Linked DNA regions of Sus scrofa: region 2 is linked to region 1. A link is a contact called in public Hi-C data. All regions are on one chromosome and are shown on one strand. Each heading gives the region's core, a stretch centred on a gene start, on an enhancer-like site or on the middle of the called end of the contact. The rest is flanking DNA. Distances are from core to core; before and after follow the strand shown. Region 1 overlaps PARN (poly(A)-specific ribonuclease PARN). Region 2 overlaps MKL2 (MKL/myocardin-like protein 2).

Region 1 (4,553 bases), core at 506-3,005:
CTTCTTAGAAAGAACACTATTTAGGCAGATAACAACACAAGCACAAACAATAATCTCGAAGGGAAAGCTCGAGAGGGGTGGGCCAGGTCTGACTGCCACACAGACACACAGACCCAGGCTCCCTCGTGGGTCATTTACATTCCAAAACCACCAGGTCTTCGTCTTGGAAGAGATGCATTACCTTCAGTATCGTTTTCTTTCTTTTTTTGTCTTGAAGCAAAAATATTTAATACATTATTTTCGAAAAAGTCAATTTCTATTTTTCAAAAGACATCTGAGTCACCAGAGAGGAGAAATAGCCCATCTAAAAATGCCCTCGACCCTCCCATTACCCCTAATTGACATCCCAGACACTGGGGGCTCCTGCACGGAGAGAACACTGGGGGCCTGGGACCCTGTTACTTACTTGTTAAAAAAAGGTTCAATGAGTTTGGATCTGGCAGACACATGAATTTTTGGAGGACTAAGAAAAGAACCTAATGAAGAAAAGAAGCAGAACATTATACACGGTCAGGCAGACAAAGCCTGAAAAATATATTTAAATCAACAGCATGGTTCAGCACGGGTAAAAGGTACTCGTATGGGCCGAGTACCACAGCACAGGTAAGGGGTGATGCTTCATTCCTGCGTGCGCTCCAGGCCCTCTGCCCCAACCTTCCCTGCACTCTGACCGCAAAACCCTCCCACTTCTCATGAGTGGATCCCAGGGAAAGAGGAGACAGGTGAGATCCCCTCTGGACCACAGTGAGTTTGACAGAAGCAGGAATAGGGAGTACCTAGATAGTTGGCCATGGAGATGAAGCACAGTCCTGTGATGTAAGCATCATAGCCTGCCTCGTGGAGCTGTTCGGAAGCCGTGTCATAACTTGGAAAACCTTCTGCACTTTCTAAAGAGGAAAAAGAGAGAAAAAAAAAAGTTTTCCCAAGGTCATCACAAATCATGAAGACTGGTGAGCGCACTGCCCTGCCACATCCCAAAGGCATTAGTCTGTGCTGTAGAAATACCCTAAAGAAGCAGAAAAAGAGCTACCTGTTTCTTTTTTCTTTTTTTCTGTCTTTTAAGGGCCACACCCACAGCATACAGAAGTTCCCAGGCTAGGGACTGAATCAGAGCTGCAGCTGCCAGCCTACACCACAGCCACAGCAACAGGGATCCAAGCTGAGTCCGTGATCTACACCACAGCTCACAGCAATGCCGGATCCTTAATCCACTGAGTGAGGCCAGGGATCGAACCTGCAACCTCATGGATACCAGTCGCGTCGGTTAACTGAGCTACAACAGGAACTCCAGGCTACCTATGTCTTAATTCTCTCCCCGCAGGACACTGAGATAACAGAGTCACCGAAAACGAGGGCTTTGGTCCCGACCAGAGAAATGCCTCCGTTACATTATCAAAGACTCAGCCACTGTCCCCCTCGCTGCACTGATGGTGCTGCCGACAAGCACGCACCACTTGCACTATGACCATGACTCCTCTTCTGACTCTGGACTAATGACTAAATAGCATGGCCTCTGGCGTCCCACTGCCTGGGTTGGAATCTTGGCCCCACCGCTTATTTTCCCGGGGAGCCTGGCCTCTGGGCCTCCGTTCTGGTAGAGTGGAGATGGAGAATCACGGCTCCCTCATGAGGCCTTTGTGAGGCTCCCATGAGCTCATGGAAGGAAAGCTCTGACACAGTGCTTGGTACCCAGTAAACGCCCCGTAGGTAACCTTCCCCCAAAGCAAAGGTCTCCGATCGATATCGGCTCCACTCAGTACTGGCCTCTGCTAGGTCTCCAAGCTCACAGATCTAAAGATGAAAGCACAACTCTGTCCGAAAATAGATCAAAACTCGCTGTCATGCTGCCCTTGGAACATGGGGCCACTTCAGAGGAGAGCCCGTTTTAAAACAGGCTTCTTCGGTCACATGCATAGACACAGATGCCGAAAGAATGAGGTCTAAGAGAAACCTGCTTTAGAGTAAACCCTCTGCCGGAATAGTACATGGAAATGACAGGATAAAACTGTAACTCATAAATAATTATTTCCGAGAACCACTGTGGAGGTGAATATCAAAAAGGTTACAACAGGATGAAAAGCATGAGTGGAAACTAATACTGAAAAGGCTGTCACTGTTTTTACATCAATACAATGCTCTTTGAGCAAGAATTCTTTAACCTCCGTAAGTATCAAGTATTAGATTTTAAGCTTTATAAAAGTATTTTAACATGAAGGCCAATTAAGTCCTATCCTCTCTCACCAGCTGGACCACATATTTCCCAGATCCACTAGTGCCATTGTGTCGTTATAGAAAAGGTCCAGGTGTCCCCACTAACCCACTACCAGCCCCCACCCCCTCTTCTTACTCCTTTTTTGGACTATTCCAGAAAGGGAAGCAAAGAACTGTAACCTTGGCTGCTTGAGTACCTTCTGCAGTCAATTTCTGAAGCTTTAGTCCTATGATCAATGTCTTGGGAAGTTTGTAGGCTACAGCTGGTGGAACGTGAGTCACCGTATCAGCAGCATAACTACGCTAGGAGGAAGCAAGGCAAGCACAGCTGGAAGGGTCACCAACTGCCTGGGTAGGGGCCGTGGCCAGACTTGGCAAAACACCTCTGCCCTCAAAGAACATTTCTCCTTATTCTGGTTTTCCTCTCGTCATCGGTTCTGCACCTAAGCCAGCTCCTTCCTCATCAGCAAACCCTGTTCTTGGGCTTTCCAGAGACAAAAAGTTTATTTTCATCCTACCCCTGGCAATTAATCACCAACTCTTTGTCTCCACTTAAACAATGCACCATAAAAAAGAAAGACACTGAGTTTGGGGAGTATTCCAAGCATTAGGAAATAAAAGTCCTGAGGCTTTAATTGCTAAACTTCTCCACGAACAGGCCCCAATCCTACTCACAGAAAACAGATGCAGGATTAGAAGACTGCCTTTACTCCGAAAACAGTAACTCAACACAGGGCACGGGCAAGTTGTTTGAGGGAAAAAAAGTCTATAAATATACACAGTTTCTAGAACGGTTTCAACATTTCTTCTACAACAGACACCCGTAATTAGCACCAAGAGTTTGGGGCTCTTCAGGATCATTTTATCTCCTTACCAACTTTAGGAGGGTTGAAAGGCGTCTCTTTTAACCGCTTTTCCAATTCTGCGAGGGACGTGTTGTTAATGATATCCTACAAACCAGTAACAGAGAATGATGAGCCGGCATCGTCTCAGGGAAGCACATATTAAAGAGATTCAATGAGCGTCAGGACAAAAAACCAAAGCATCCAGCACTGCCCCCTTGTGTTCCCTAGAGAAACACAGGAGCGGTTATTCAAAGTGAAAGAGAAACAGCACATTTAATTTCAAGCATATGGAGGGTAGATCCGTACGAAAGGTTTTTTACTGATGTGTTAAAGATCTACAGTCCTTTAGCCAGAGAGCTATACGGCTCTGGCATTCATTTCACTCAGTTATATAAAGTCACTTCAGAAGCAGCAACTGATTATACTTTGACCTGAATTCCCTTGATTAGAAAATATATCCAACATATATAAAATAAGGAAAAGAAATGAAGAAATGTATGCATGTGTAATCTACTCAAAAATATATTATACATTTTTTTTTTTAAAGGGCCACACCTGAGGCATATGGAAGTTCCCAGGCCAGGGGTTGAATCAGAGCTATAGCCGCCAGCCTACACCACAGCCACAGCAATGTGGGATTCAAGCTGCATCTGTGACCTATAGCTCATGGCAATGCCGAATCCTTAACCCAATGAGTGAGGCCAGGGATTAAACCCACATCCTCATGGATAGAAGTCAGGATTGCATCCACTGAGCCACGGCGGGAACTCCCAAAAATACATTATATATTTTAATATTAAAAATTGAGGAGTTCCCGTCGTGGTGCAGTGGTTGGTGAATCTGGCTGGGAACCATGAGGTTGAGGGTTCGATCCCTGGCCTTGCTCAGTGGGTTGAGGATCCAGGTTGCCGTGAGCTGCGGTGTAGGTCGCAGACACCAGACACGGCTCGGCTCGGATCCTGCATTGCTGTGGCTCTGGTGTAGACTGGCGGCTACAGCTCTGATTCAATCCCTAGCCGGGGAACCTCCATATGCCGCAGGAGAGGCCCTAGAAAAGGCAAAAAGACCAAAAAAAAAAAAAAAATTAAAAATTGACATTCGGAAAGAATAAAGGAGAAAAAAAAAAACATAATTCCACCACCCAAAGACAATTGCTTTGTTTTTTGTTTGTTTGTTTGTTTTCTTTTCTAGGGCTGCACCCTCGCGGCATATGGAGGTTCCCAGGCTAGGGGTCGAATCGGAACTGTAGCCACCAGCCTTTGCTAGAGCCACAGCAACGTGGGATCCAAGCCACGTCTGCGACCTACACCACAGTTCACGCAACACCGGATCCTTAACCCACTAAGCAAGGCCAGGGATGGAACTGCAACCTCACGGTTCCTAGCCAGATTCGTTAACCACTGAGCCACGACAGGAACTCCGACAACTGCTATTCATATTTTGATATATTTATTTCTAGTCTTTTCTCAGGTTCTTTTTTCCATTTTTGTTCTTTTT
Region 2 (4,584 bases), core at 348-2,847, 550 kb before region 1:
AGATGGGGATAATAATATCTCCCTTTACAGGGTTGTGGTGAAACTTAAATCAGTTCTTTCAGTTCAGACGTTTAAAACAGTACTTGGTGCATATTAAATAGTCTCACATTCCTCATCATCAGGTTGCATCATTGTTTTTTTTATTTTTTTATTTTTTATTTTATTTATTTATTTATTTTTTTTGTCTTTTAGCTATTTCTTTGGGGCTGCTCCCACGGCATATGGAGGTTCCCAGGCTAGGGGTCTAATCGGAGCTGTAGCCATTGGCCTACACCAGAGCCACAGCAACGTGGGATCCGAGCCTCGTCTGCAACCTACACCACAGCTCACGGCAACGCCGGATCGTTAACCCACTGAGCAAGGGCAGGGACCGAACCGGCAGGCAACCTCATGGTTCCTAGTGGGATTCGTTAACCACTGCGCCACGAGGGGAACTCCCGCATCATTGTTTATTATTCTCACTGACCTCATTAATTCCAGACCAAACATGGTTCCATAGCTGACTCACAGATATACCTTGCAGGCTCTACATTAATCTTTAAAAAGTGAATTCAGAGTTCCTGTCATGGCTCAGCAGAAATGAATCTGACTAGGAACCATGAGGTTTTGGGTTCAATCCCTGGCCTCGCTCAATGGATTAAGGATCCGGCGTTGCCATGAGCTGTGGTGTAGATCACAAACGCAGCTCGGATCTGGCGTTGATGTAGGCCGGTGGCTGCAGCTCCGATTAGACCCCTAACCTGGGAATCTCCATATGCTGCGGGTGCGGTCCTCAAAAGACAAAAAGACAAAAAAAAAAAAAAATCATTGACAACATTCAGAAATTAAGAATTTACACAAAAATCTGATTTTTTTTTTTTTTTTTTTTTGGCTTCTCTTAGAAAGTCAGATCTGACAATCCTAGGTCCCCATTCCCCCCTGGCATCGTGGACTGGAGCCGAGTATCTGCAGGAGTTCTTCAGTTTTCCATACTCCCCACCCATCCCCAGCCCTGAAACCAAGACTCCAGAGCCCAGGATCATTGCACACACAGAGTCGTATTCCTTACGCTCAAGAAATCCTTCCTGTACCCAGGAAATTGAAAACCAGACCAAGGAAGTGGTATGTTTTTTGAAAAGAAAGCATAAATCAATCTCTGTAAGCAAAGACAATCCTTAGGAGTTTTATGCTGAAAACACCCGCACTCACTTGCTGAACTGCCCAGCCTGGCGGGCATTTGCATTTTCCATCCCTGGCTCCGTGAGATGTGTCCCCACTGGCCATTGTTTCCTTCCTGTTCATGTTCTGTCCCCCACCAGCTTCCTTGTCACCGCCCCAAAGCACTTCTCTTTCCTCTCCTTCCCCATGTGTGGGAATGACATAGGTTTTAGAGCGGAATAAACCTGGTTCAATCCTAATGCTTCTGAGCTTCCGGTTTGCGTCTATGGAAAGGGTACAGTATCAGGTTGCCTTATCGGGTGGTTTGAGAATTAACCAAGAGCATGTACATCCAGTCCTTGGCATGACGCCTGGCAAAGAGTGATTGCTCAATAGTGCTAGTTCCTTTCCTCTGGTTAAAGGGGGAGCCTCTTCAAGGTTCTGTCCCCCGACCCTTCCGCTCACTGTCCAGTCCTCCGGGGGTAGCAGTTACTGAACCAGATGAGGAAGTGACCTTGAACTGCACAAGTAGAGCCCTCTCGACCCAGACCACGTGTATCTCCAACTCAACTTCCCTCAGCGAGATCCAAGAAAACCCACAGAAATTCCGGCCTCCCCACCCCAAGAGGACGTGAGATGAGCGCAGTGGAAGGAAGGAGACATTGGTCTCAACGGAGTGCAGTCAAACTCTCACACTCTGGCAAAGGTTATCCGCATGAATAACCATGCGAGCTCCTTGCTAGGACCTCAGAAGTGCCCGTGCAAGTGATGAACCCTGAAGCTTAACCTTAACGACCTTGACGACAGAGTCACCTCTGTCCATACCCGCTTCGGTCTGGCCAAATGGGATTGACACCCACTGCCAAGACCCTGCTTGTGTTGGTCCATCATCCTGTCAATCACCCGTCTGCCATGAACACATCCCAACGTTTTTCAATGAATTCTCTTCCATCCTCTTCCATACCCTTAAAGAATCTCACCTTGTATGTCTCTTATTGATTATGGCAGAGGCGACCTTGTGTTTTAGTCTTCCGTTCATTCAACACACGTTTGTTGAATGCCCATCATGTTTCAGCTATTGTTTGGACATTAGGGATACCCCCAAAGAAGCCAAGTCCTAGCATTCTTGGAGCTGATAGCCTAGTTGGGGTATACCTTATAAGCACCTTAAAATGCAAATAAAATCATTTCAGAGAGTGATAGGGCCTTGGAGAGCCTGGCCATGGAGTGACCAGGGGAAAGGAATGCTGCTTTAGCTGATGGTATGAGAGCCCCCCCCCCTTTTTTTATCTTATTTTAGGGCCACACCTTTTTTTGTTTGTTTGTTTGTTTGTTTTAATTGTAGGGCCACATCTGCGGCATATGGAAGTTCCCAGGCTAGGGGTCAAATCGGAGCTGTAGTTGCTGGCCTAGATCACAGCCACAGCAACGCAGGATCTGAGTCATGTCTGCGATCTACACCACAGCTCATGGCAATGCCAGATCCTCAACCCACTGAGCGAGGCCAGGGATCAAACCTGCGTCCTCATGGATGCTAATCAGATTCATTTCCACTGAGCCACAATGGGAACTCCATGAGAGGCCTTTGTGATGAGCTGACCCTGGATAATGAGAGGAAGCCTGCCCCAAGAAGAGCTGAGGAAAAGGCATTCTGGGCCTAAGGAACAGCAAGCGCAAAGGCAACAAGGCAGAATACTGGCTCCGGATAAATTATATTGGGGGACACTCTCATTCCTGTCTCTAATGAGCCTTTAGTCCCTGCACAGCATACAGGATCCCCCAACTTTTGTCTCCTACCTAGATCTTTCCTTCAGAGCAGGATCCTTTTCTGTTTGGAAGTTCTGGACTCTGCTTCAAAACATGCCTCTTTTGCAATTCCCGTTGCTGTTCAGCAAGTTAAGAACCCAACATAGTGTCATGAGGATGTGGGTTCAGTCCCTGGCCTCATTCAGTGGGTTAAGGATCCAGGGTTGCCACAAGCTGTGGCAAAGGTTGCAGAGGGAGCGTCAGTGTTGCTGTGGCCGGAGCATAGGTGGCAGCTGCATCTCCGATCTGACCCCTAGCCCAAGAACTTCCATATGCCATGCGTGTGGCCTTAAAAGAAAAAAAAAATGCGTGTTTCATGTTCTGGAGCAGGAAAAGCCTCTGGTTGCGTGTTAATTAGTGATAGGCTGCTAATGTATTACTTCATCTCAGATTGTGTCTGTGCTTCTCAACAAAACTTCGGATGGAAAACAAATGCCTTGATTTCAAAATGTGCCTCTGACAGCAGGAATGTCGGTCAATGTGGCAGGTCAGTAGAAGAGATATTTTTAGACATGGGTGAGTGCTCAGGCCCTGCAAACCATCTGAGGTGTGGTGACACCAATATTGGTGTGTTATTTTTCTGTTGCTCCTCTAACATATTTCGAAGATTTTAGTTGCTTAAAACAACATCTATTGGAATTTCTATTGTGGCTCAGCAGTAATGAACTGGACTAGTGGCCATGAGGATGTGGGTTCGATCCCTGGCCTCAGTCAGTGGGTTAAGGATCCGGCGATGCTGTGAGCTGTGGTGTAGTTTGCAGACCTGGCTTGGAGCTAGCATTGCTATGGCTGTGGCATAGGCCAGCAGCTACAGCTCCGATTGGACTCCTAGCCTGGGAACCTCCATATGCCACCATGGGTGCAGCTCTAAAAAAAAAGTCTATGTATTATGTCATGGTTCCAAGTATAGAGTGACTCAGTGTGTCTTTTGCTTAGAGTCTCACCAAGGTGTCAGCAGGACTGGATTCCTCTCTGGGATGAATCCATTCTAGTTCATTCAGCTTGTTGGCTGAATTCAGTTCCCCATGGTTGTGGGACTGAGGTTCCTATCTCCAGCTGGGGGTTGTTCTTTGCAACTGGAGGCTGCCAGTGTGTGTTCCTTCTCATGCTTTCCAGGTGGCCCCCTCAAGCCACAGTGGGATGACCCCCTCTCATGCTTTGAATCTCTACAACTTCTTCTGCTGCATCTCTCTGCCTCCAACCAGAGAAAGTTCTCTGCGTCTAGGGACTTTTAAAGTCATGTAATTATATTGGGCCCCTTGGGAAAATCCAGACTCTTCTCCCTATTTCAAGGTCTATAACCTTAGTCACAGCTGCAAAGTCTCTTTGGGCATGTAATGGAAACTCGTCGTAAGTTCCAGGGGTTATGGTGTGGACATCTTTGGGGGACATACTGTCCCCCACGCTGGGCAAGGAGGCAGAGGAGTGGGATTTGCACCCTGGCTCTGACACTGACTGTAACTCTGAGCACACCTGTTCATCCCCTGAGTTCCAGCTTCTACCTCTGTAGGGAAGGGATGAGAGCCAAGGCTTAACCCTATCCTCCTCCCATTTTACTGTTTCAGTTTAAAGAAAACTACACGCACAAAAGCACTTCATCACCGCAGCATGCATTTATGAGTTGTTGTTATTATGGTTCCT

Evidence for each region. A called contact is a pair of places that touch in the nucleus more often than the background predicts.
Region 2: a Hi-C map of liver shows a contact between it and region 1, with 5 times the contacts expected there. The contact joins two enhancer-like sites. A contact is called at or near these places in 1 of 47 Hi-C or Micro-C datasets (liver) and 1 of 2 datasets of contacts at active chromatin or transcription factors (alveolar macrophages).

What each region holds. Positions count from the first base shown.
Region 1 is chr3:28,659,768-28,664,320 of Sscrofa11.1, reverse strand. PARN (poly(A)-specific ribonuclease PARN) reads right to left here. Exons shown (of 24, transcript XM_021086564.1): 16 at 3,086-3,161; 17 at 777-887; 18 at 407-476. Among named protein-coding and RNA genes, the nearest start is that of PARN, 45 kb to the right of the region's middle. Within about 2 kb of position 1,755, at least 11 of the 83 cell types and tissues checked have an H3K27ac peak or open chromatin away from gene starts, as enhancers often do. A contact at or near this core is called in liver, where this site is marked.
Region 2 is chr3:29,209,679-29,214,262 of Sscrofa11.1, reverse strand. The region is part of intron 1 of MKL2 (MKL/myocardin-like protein 2); the gene reads left to right. Among named protein-coding and RNA genes, the nearest start is that of MKL2, 28 kb to the left of the region's middle. Within about 2 kb of position 1,597, at least 21 of the 83 cell types and tissues checked have an H3K27ac peak or open chromatin away from gene starts, as enhancers often do. A contact at or near this core is called in liver, where this site is marked.